Linked DNA regions of Mus musculus: regions 2 and 3 are each linked to region 1. Evidence: chromatin contacts called from public ChIA-PET data. All regions are on one chromosome and are shown on one strand. The core of a region is the stretch at or near the end of the contact, and the rest is flanking DNA. Distances in the headings are between cores, read along the strand shown.

The links. ChIA-PET counts read pairs in DNA pulled down with a chosen protein or histone mark.
Region 2: an RNA polymerase II ChIA-PET map of effector CD8 T cells shows a contact between it and region 1, with 6 read pairs. The contact joins the promoter of Dok4 here to the promoter of Cpne2 in region 1. A contact is called at or near these places in 6 of 39 promoter capture datasets (embryonic stem cells, hippocampal neurons, liver and 2 more) and 2 of 115 datasets of contacts at active chromatin or transcription factors (effector CD8 T cells and pancreatic cancer cells).
Region 3: a contact with region 1 is called in an RNA polymerase II ChIA-PET map of memory CD8 T cells, with 35 read pairs. The contact joins the promoter of Polr2c here to the promoter of Cpne2 in region 1. A contact is called at or near these places in 14 of 39 promoter capture datasets (the 3T3-L1 cell line, the C10 cell line, the SN4741 cell line and 9 more), 1 of 115 datasets of contacts at active chromatin or transcription factors (memory CD8 T cells) and 2 of 9 other capture datasets (adipose tissue and liver).

What each region holds. Positions count from the first base shown.
Region 1 is chr8:94,531,645-94,534,328 of GRCm38.p6, forward strand. It overlaps Cpne2 (copine II), which reads left to right and starts at 1,384. Exons shown (of 16, transcript NM_153507.2): 1 at 1,384-1,549.
Region 2 is chr8:94,874,986-94,877,669 of GRCm38.p6, forward strand. It overlaps Dok4 (docking protein 4), which reads right to left and starts at 1,327. Exons shown (of 9, transcript NM_053246.3): 1 at 1,146-1,327.
Region 3 is chr8:94,856,152-94,858,835 of GRCm38.p6, forward strand. Polr2c (polymerase (RNA) II (DNA directed) polypeptide C) reads left to right here and starts at 1,299. Exons shown (of 9, transcript NM_009090.5): 1 at 1,299-1,490; 2 at 1,596-1,645. The coding sequence starts at 1,405.

The sequences.
Region 1 (2,684 bases), core at 134-2,633:
GTACTTAGGAATGGAATTGCTGTGACCCCTGACCTTAGTACTCTGCCCTCCTGACCAAGACCTAGTGACATCTTTTCCCTCCCCTCCCCTCCGTACCCACCCCCCCCCAATCGCCATATTCTTCTGGGTTCTTAGAAAAGTGCTGGTCAAGTCCCACAGCTGAGTTGGGTCTCTGTGCTAATTGCCTTTCATCCTGAACTTCTCATCCATCTACTTTTCTACCTGCCATTGCTTCACAGTCTGGAAGAAGACGTTGCGGTCCCCATTTTCTACCTCTGCTCTAAGTGGCGCCACAGGTTGCTTTGTCCCAGAGCTGAGCAGAGGGCATGGAGGACTTTCTGCGCAAGAAGACGAGGAGAATCTGGAGAAAAGCAGAAAGCTCCGGGGACAGGCAGGCAGAGAGAACAAAGCTCTGTGCCCTAGGGCTGCTTAGTGGGGGCCCTTCTAAGGCTGCAAAGTGCCTGTGACTCAGAGGTGGAGGGAGCTCAGAGCTGCAGCGTGAGTCTCCCGCATTAACTCTTATCTGTCTGGAATAGAAAACCTACAACCTCAGTGCAAGGCTTTACCGCTCAGCCCCACAATCCCGAGACTTGTACACCAGGGCCCAGGGCTTTGGCCATGCTTATTAAGACCTCTGGACAGCCATGTCTCCCCCTACACCTCCCACAACAGAATCTGGTTAAAAGAGCTTCCGTGTGGTAATGTCCAGTGGTTTACTTGCTCCGAGGGTACAAAATACCACTGAGCGACCACCAGCTGCCCAGCGACAAAACAGTCCCTTAAGAACTGGTGCCTCTGGTTCAAAAGCTGGCTGCACAGAGGGGAGGCCTCAACTCTCCCGTTGATCCCAAACCCCACTCCGAACGTCTTTATCTCATCGTCTTTGTCACGGGAATATGTGTCATCTTCCCAGTCTCAGGCGGCAAGAAAACGCTATTGAAAGAAATTAAAAAATATATAATAATAAAATAAAAAAGGAAAAAAGAAAACACTGCGGTTCTTGTGCGCAGCTCGGAGGCAAGTCCTGGGCGTCTCCCCGAGGATTCCGTGCTGAGCCCTGCGCGCTTTAGGGTGAGAGCCGCGGGCGGCGCCCCGGGGGTCTAGCGGACCAGGAGATCGCACCCCCGGGTCCCCGCATCTTGAACTGGAGCGCAACGCGGGGAGCTCGGCGGTGCCTGACGCCCAGAGCGGCGGGCCCGGCGCTGGGTGCGAATTCGCGGCATCGCTCGGAGTGGCAGCCTGCTGCATCCAGGTCCTCGCGGGCCACCAGCCGGGAGCGGGACAGGCTCCGGCTTAGCCCGGAGAGCCGCCCCTCCAGGAAGCGCCCGCCTCGCGCCCGCTTCCCGCCCACATCCTCCCTCGACTGGAGGGAGGAGCCCGCGCCGCAGCCGGGGCCCGAGGAGGGCCAGCCCCAGCCCGGGCGAGCGCACGAGTGGGTACGGCCGCGCGGGTAGCGCCCTGAGCCTGTCCCGCGCCGCCGCCCGGCCGACAGCACAGCGCCCGGGGATGCCCCGGCGGCCCGGAGCACGCTGAGGCTGCGGAAAGCGCGGTGAGTGGGGTCCGCGGCGAGGGCGGGCCGGGCACTGTGTGCGCTCAAGTTCGGCCTGGGGCTTGGAGGGGGAGTGGGTTCAGCCGAAGGGACTCCGATGTCCCTGGCCGCCGCCCCCCGCAGCACGCCTGGGGGGGGGGGGCTCAGCTCCCACCCGGCCACGCGGGGGCGCCCGTCTGCGGGGGGCGGCTGGAGGATGGGCGGCTTCGGGGACACTGGCTAGCTATTTAGGAGACCCTCTTCCACCGTTAGATGTCTAGAGGGCGGCTGTGGGCTAGCGATCGCAGCCGCCAGCACAATTGTTTGGAGGCGAGCGCGCCCTTTGATCCCACCCTGACCAGGACCTGGCGCTACTCGGGATCAGCTCTAGGGCCGACTCCCTGCTCCAACTGGGGAGAAGAGATGGGGAATAGTGCCGGGCGGCGTTCCAGAAGTCGGAGTGTGTTTGCAAACTAGTTTTTGCGCAAAAGCTGTCTGGCACCTGTGTGTTTCAAGGGGTGGAGGAGGAAGCGAGAAGCCCTTCTTTTTTTCCCCATCCCCACAATGGTGCTCCTGGGAAAAATAAAGGAGACTAATGTTCCTTTTTCCTTCTCTTCCCCTCCCTTCCCGAATCCTGTCTTTGGTACAGCTGACTAGTCTTTGGATAAGGGGCTACCTCAAAAGGAGGCTGGGAGTGCCCAAGGTCACAGGTGCAATAGCAGTCCGGAGCTGGGTGGCCATTCAAAGGGTCCTCCTTGTACTCTGATTCTTCCTGCCCTATAAGAATTCTGGGGGAAGGGGAAAGGGGAAAGGCCTTTGAGAATTAGCCCAGATGCCCTTTGTTTTGTCTGACCACAGACCACCATCATGTAGGGGTGTGGAACTGTCACGCAGAGATGGGAAGGGGTATTATACTGCCCCTCTCAGAGATAGAAAGGAGTATTATACTGCCCCTGGAGGTGTCTACCGCATCTTTGTTTGGAGGCATTGTTGCTAGGCAGGCTTCCTGCTGAGAATTCCCTAGTCCAGGGTTAGGGTCCTGCTTTCCAGCCTGGGGAGATCCCCTCCCTTTGCCTTCTTCCAGGCAGAGCTAAACTCTTCCAGAATATAGCTCCCTCACCATGGGCTCAGAAGGGATTTGACGTGGGCTCGTCAA
Region 2 (2,684 bases), core at 77-2,576, 340 kb after region 1:
CATCCCAGTGACCAGGACACTGATAAAGGACAGAGTGGATGCCAATCTAGGGAGGGACACTAATTATATCTAGCATTGTCCCCATCCTTTCAACACCATTATCAGCTCTGCTTCCAGAGAGTGTAAGCGGCAGCGGGCTCCCACTTCTCCACATCTCGGTGCCAACTGGCAAGACCAGCAAAGTCCAGGAGAACCAGCCGGGTCCGTGATCCACAGTTTGTTCAAAGCTGCCTCAGGGGACTTGTGCTGCTGCTGACACTGTCTGAGCCTGGCTAGGGGCCCCACCTTGGCTGGGGTTGTTGGATGAGGTCACATCCAGCCTGGTGCCCTGCCCAGGAATACCCAGCACCCAGGCACAGAGACTAGCAGCAGAGCGAGAGGGACACAGCTCCTGGGACCTACCTGGGATACCTACACAGCAGCCTGCATTTCTCCGAAAAGGGCCCTCAAAGAATGTGCAGGAAGCGCAGCCCCTGGAGGCTGTTGGAATGTGCTGGAGCTGACACCTGGCCCCTGGCTGCCCTGTCTTATCAAAGCCCTCCATCCAAGTGTCTGGCAATTGTTTTGCTCCCACCGCTCCACGCAGGCAGATTGCACAGAACTCCCGACTGCCCAAGGCTCCACTCCGGTCCTTATGCTGTGACAGATAGCTGTCTCCAAAAGAATGTGTACAGACTCCCAGAGCCAGAGGAGAAAGGTTTTAAGGCAGGAGGCTGCTAGCCCGGAGGACTGCAATGAATAGGAATGCCACTTGCAGGTCGGATAGGCAGTAAAAGGAAAGTGTCTCTTGGAATTTGGGGAGCAGGAAGGCGAGGAAGGCTGCTTCCGGGAAGAGGCTCAGGGAACCGGGGATCTGGGTTTCTCTGATGGGTTACATGGGGAATACAGGTGAGGTAAGACTCACACCTGCGCTTCCTAGAGATGGGAGCTGGTTGAGGACGGCTCAGGGAGTTTCAGGGTCTCGCTGGCTTCGAGAGGCGCGTCTGAGTCCTCCTTCCTTAAAGTAGGACGCTCCCATAGCTGGGAGAGCCCGCGGGCTCCGGAGGTGACCACAGGCGCCCCAGGATGAGAGTTGCGGGAGTCTCACGTCTCGGTGAGGCCTAGGGATCCCCCCCCCCCCCCGCGCTTCGTATTCCCCTATTTACCTAGGCGCCGAGGCCCGGGCCGGGGCGCTGGCTCCGCGGGACGCGGGGCGGGCTCATGCCCGCGTCTCGGCGCGGCCGGGAGGGGAAGGTAGGGTGGCGGCGCGCGGCTCTGGTTGTAAGCTAGAAGTGAAGCGCAGCCGCCAGCTCCGGATCCAGAGGAGACTCGGGAGGTAGCTGGTTCTGCTGATCCGCGACGCCACGCCCCTTGAGGCCACGCCCCGCGCCGCCCTGGCGCCGCGCCACGCCCCACCGCCACGCCCCCGCCCATCCCTGGCATCGTGCCACGCCCCTTCTCGGAGCCACGCCTCGTCCCGGAGTCCTGCCAAAGTCTTATTACTAGGACAGAAATTTCCGCCTGGCAGTCTAGCCCTCTGCTCACTTCTAGTACCCACCTCAGTCGCACCAGCTCCTCCCTGAGCTCTAAAACTCAAACCCACGTGGTCTTGCATCTGCTGGAGGCTGAACCCTATATCAACTCCCAGTCCTTGAACCTCACCTCCCAACATCAAGAGTCAGTACCCTGCTAGACATACACTTTGCTACCATCCAGTCCTGCTCAGTACCTGCCCCACTTCCCCAATCGCACACTCAGCTGCACTCTGTGAGAGATTAGCCTAATGCATGAAGGAATCAAGAACCCAGTACCCACGCATGTATATCCCCTGCCCCGTATCCTCCCAACCCTACCTCCCCACCCCCTCTGCCGGAACACTAGAGACTCAGCCTTGTCCAGCAAAGTAAAGGAGCCATTTTCTGTCCGCTTAAAATGTCCCAGGATTGTCACTAAAGTGTGTGTTAAGTGGAAGCCACGGGGCTATAGGACAGGAAATGGCTTTCTTCTTCCTGGATGCTAAACTGAACCTCCTGACCTTCCCATGACCTCCTGACCTTCCCATGCAGCTTCCAAACTTGACCCTCTGCTTTACTTCAAACAGCAGCTCATAAAGTCCTCAGCTCTCAAGCCCTCAGAGTGAACTGCTTTCATCCTGGGACACTGCTAGAGAAGCTGTATGGCCACAGAGAAAAAAAGAGAGTTTCAACAAAAAGAGGCCTCTTAGCCTGGCCTAGTAGTACTTGTCTATAATCCCATGCTGAGGCAGGAAGCTGATGAGTTCAAGGCCAGCCTTAGTGAGATCCTACTTAAGAAAGAAAGAAAAAGAGAGGGGGGGAGAAAGAAAGAAACAAAAAGAAAGAAAGAAAGAAAGAAAGAAAGAAAGAAAGAAAGAAAGAAAGAAAGAAAGAAAGAAGAAAAGAAAGAGAGAGAGAGAGGAGGGGGGAGGGAAGGAAGGAAGGAAGGAAGGAAGGAAGGAAGGAAGGAAGGAACCTTCTCTAGGTTCAATCCCCTGAACTGCAAATTAATTGTAATAATATAATGAAATTTAGAAGTATCATCTCTAAGTGGGATTCCTAAACTTCATTCTCTTTCAAAATTTTTACTCAATATCTACTTCTACCCACTGTGCTAATTCCCTTTTCTTTCTTTCTTTCTTTCTTTCTTTCTTTCTTTCTTTCTTTCTTTCTTTCTTTCTTCCTTCCTTC
Region 3 (2,684 bases), core at 49-2,548, 320 kb after region 1:
CCTTTAATCCCAGCACTTGGGAGGCAGAGGCAGAGGCAGGCGGATTTCTGAGTTCGAGGCCAGCCTGGTCTACAAAGTGAGTTCCAGGACAGCCAGAGCTATACAGAGAAACCCTGTCTTGAAAAACAAAAACAAAAACAAACAAACAAAAAAACATGGGTTTTGTTTTTCTTGTGTATGCATTACAGTACTCTCTCTGACATTAGCTCGGATGTGGGTCTCTTGTTTGCTTCTTTGTGTGTTATCTAACTGTCCTGAGAGCATCCAGGGGATTCTTCTCTCCATCTTCCTACTCACAGGAGCCTAAGATTAGACTCTTGCATTACCATGCCTCTTTACAGGTGTTCTGAGAATTTGACCTTGTGTCCTTGCACATCAGGGTTTGGCTTCGCACCCTGGAACAAGTGACTGAGGTGCATATTTTACCCGTCAAAGCAGACCTGGCCTCCAGGTTCTCCCAGCATCCTTCAGTCCCCACCTGGCATGCTCTGCCTCCACCCTGAACTTTCCAGCCCAGAGGCTGGGCTGCCCTTCCCCAAGAGGTTCTTCCCTATAGAATCCAGACATTTTGCTCTTGCTCTCTGGATCGATCTATCTCCCTCCCCCTGCCCCAGGCCCTTTCTCTTCTCCCTCTCTGCCCTTCCCATGGCGGTTCCCCGGCCTCTGTTCTTAAGGCCAGTGAACTCACCTGAGAGCAGCTTCCCAATAAACCTGCCTTTTAATATATTCTAATCTGTCTTGAATTGGCTCATTTTACCAGCAGAGAAATAACCTATCAGTCGTCTTGCATGCTTGAGTCACCTCCCTAGCCATTTTGTTCATGTATAGATGTACAACTTTTTAATGGTTTTTTTTAAGGTTTCATTGTATTCCTATGTATTTTAAAAATTATTTTTATGTATAAGGATGTTTTGCTTGCATGTATATTTGTGCACCATGTGAATACCTGGTGCCCTCAGATACCAGGAGAGAGTTTCCTCAGAAACTGAAGCTAAAGATGTTAGGCATCATATGGGTGCTGGGAATACAATCCAAGTCTTACATAAGAACAGCCAGTGCTCTTATCCCCAATGCCGTATCTCCAGCCCCGTATGTAAGTTTAACCAAGTCTCTATCGATCATTGCCTAATGCGTTATTTTTAGCAGTTATAAATAACGTTGGCATGAATGACCCTGTACATTTAATTTTTGTGCTGTATATCTTGGGGATTTCAAGAGTATAGGACCAATGCATTTTGGCGCCGGTGTGGTTAGAAAACACAGGCCAGGAGAGTTCCGGCCTCCGGTCAGCAGGTGGCGCTGCGCCCGCGACTAGCCGGAAGCGCCGATTGCCCCGCCGACAAACTGCTGGTGGCCGCGCAGGCGCGCTGTGCGGCTGGCGCGGGAGCCTGGCGGAGGGTCGCGATGCCGTACGCCAACCAGCCAACAGTGCGGATCACGGAACTCACCGAAGAGAACGTCAAGTTCATTATCGAGAACACGGACCTGGCGTAAGGCGGCGAGGGGAGAGGCGGGCGGGCGGCCGGGTCCTCGAGCTCCTGACCCCGGGGCTGTGGCTTCGGGGCCGCTCACACCGCCTGTCTTTCCTCCTGTAGGGTGGCCAATTCCATTCGGAGGGTCTTCATCGCAGAGGTGCCCATAATAGGTAAGCGACCGTCCCTGGGAGCCCGTGCCGCCCACCCTCCGCCCGGGGTGGGGGCTGAGAACACTGCGGTGCTGTACGCTGGGCTGGGGCAGCCTAGGCCCGCCTTGGTGCGTGCCTTGCTCAGCTGCGGGTTTCCCAGTACTGTTCGTCTACCCCAAAGCAACAGAAATCAAAACCAAGCACTGTTAAACAGCGGAGGGCTGCAGCCTCCTCATCCGGGCGGTGTAGATGCTAGGCGTCGTTAGCAGGTGATGCAGCGATTGCCGAAGTAGTGTAGATGATGCGCTTTTGCTTTGACGTCAGTGTTCGCTACTGGCTGGTGTCTTTTGAACATATATGCTGATTTTACAAAATCATGGGCTTCGTTATGTAGTTTGAAATCTACACACACAGAGTGTACCTGGTCTCTCCCATCCTTCCAGATAGTACCCTGCTATACTTTCTTGTCGTCTCCCCCTATCTTTTTGAAAACCTTTATTTACATATATGTGTCTATCTCTGGGCTCGAGTACCGGAGTTCATGTGTAGAGGTCAGAGTACAGCTTGTAGGAGGGATTCTCTTCTCCCACCATATGGGGCCCAGGATTGAACTCCTTAAGGCTTGACAACAAAAAGTATCTTGCACATCTTGCAGGCTCCGAACTTTCTCTTTATTAAAGAGAGAAAGAGAAAAAGAGAGAGATTCCACATGAGAGAAAGCATGTGTTATAAAGATTTTCTAATTTTGTTTGTTTGTTTGTTTTTCAAGACAGGGTTTCTCTGTGTAGCCCTGGCTGTCCTGGAACTCACTTTGTAGACCAGGCTGGCCTGGAACTCAGAAATCTGCCTGCCTCTGCCTCTGCCTCCCAAGAGCTGGGATTAAAGGCGTGCACCACCACTGCCCGGCTTAAGATTTTCTTTAACAAACAACATACTTTTGTTCCTTATTGTTGAAGTGTGTGTGTGTGTGTGTGTGTGTGTGTGAGAGAGAGACAGACAGACAGACAGACTTCGGTTTTTTGTTTTTTTAAATCCATCCTGGTGTCTTTTTAAAAATGAA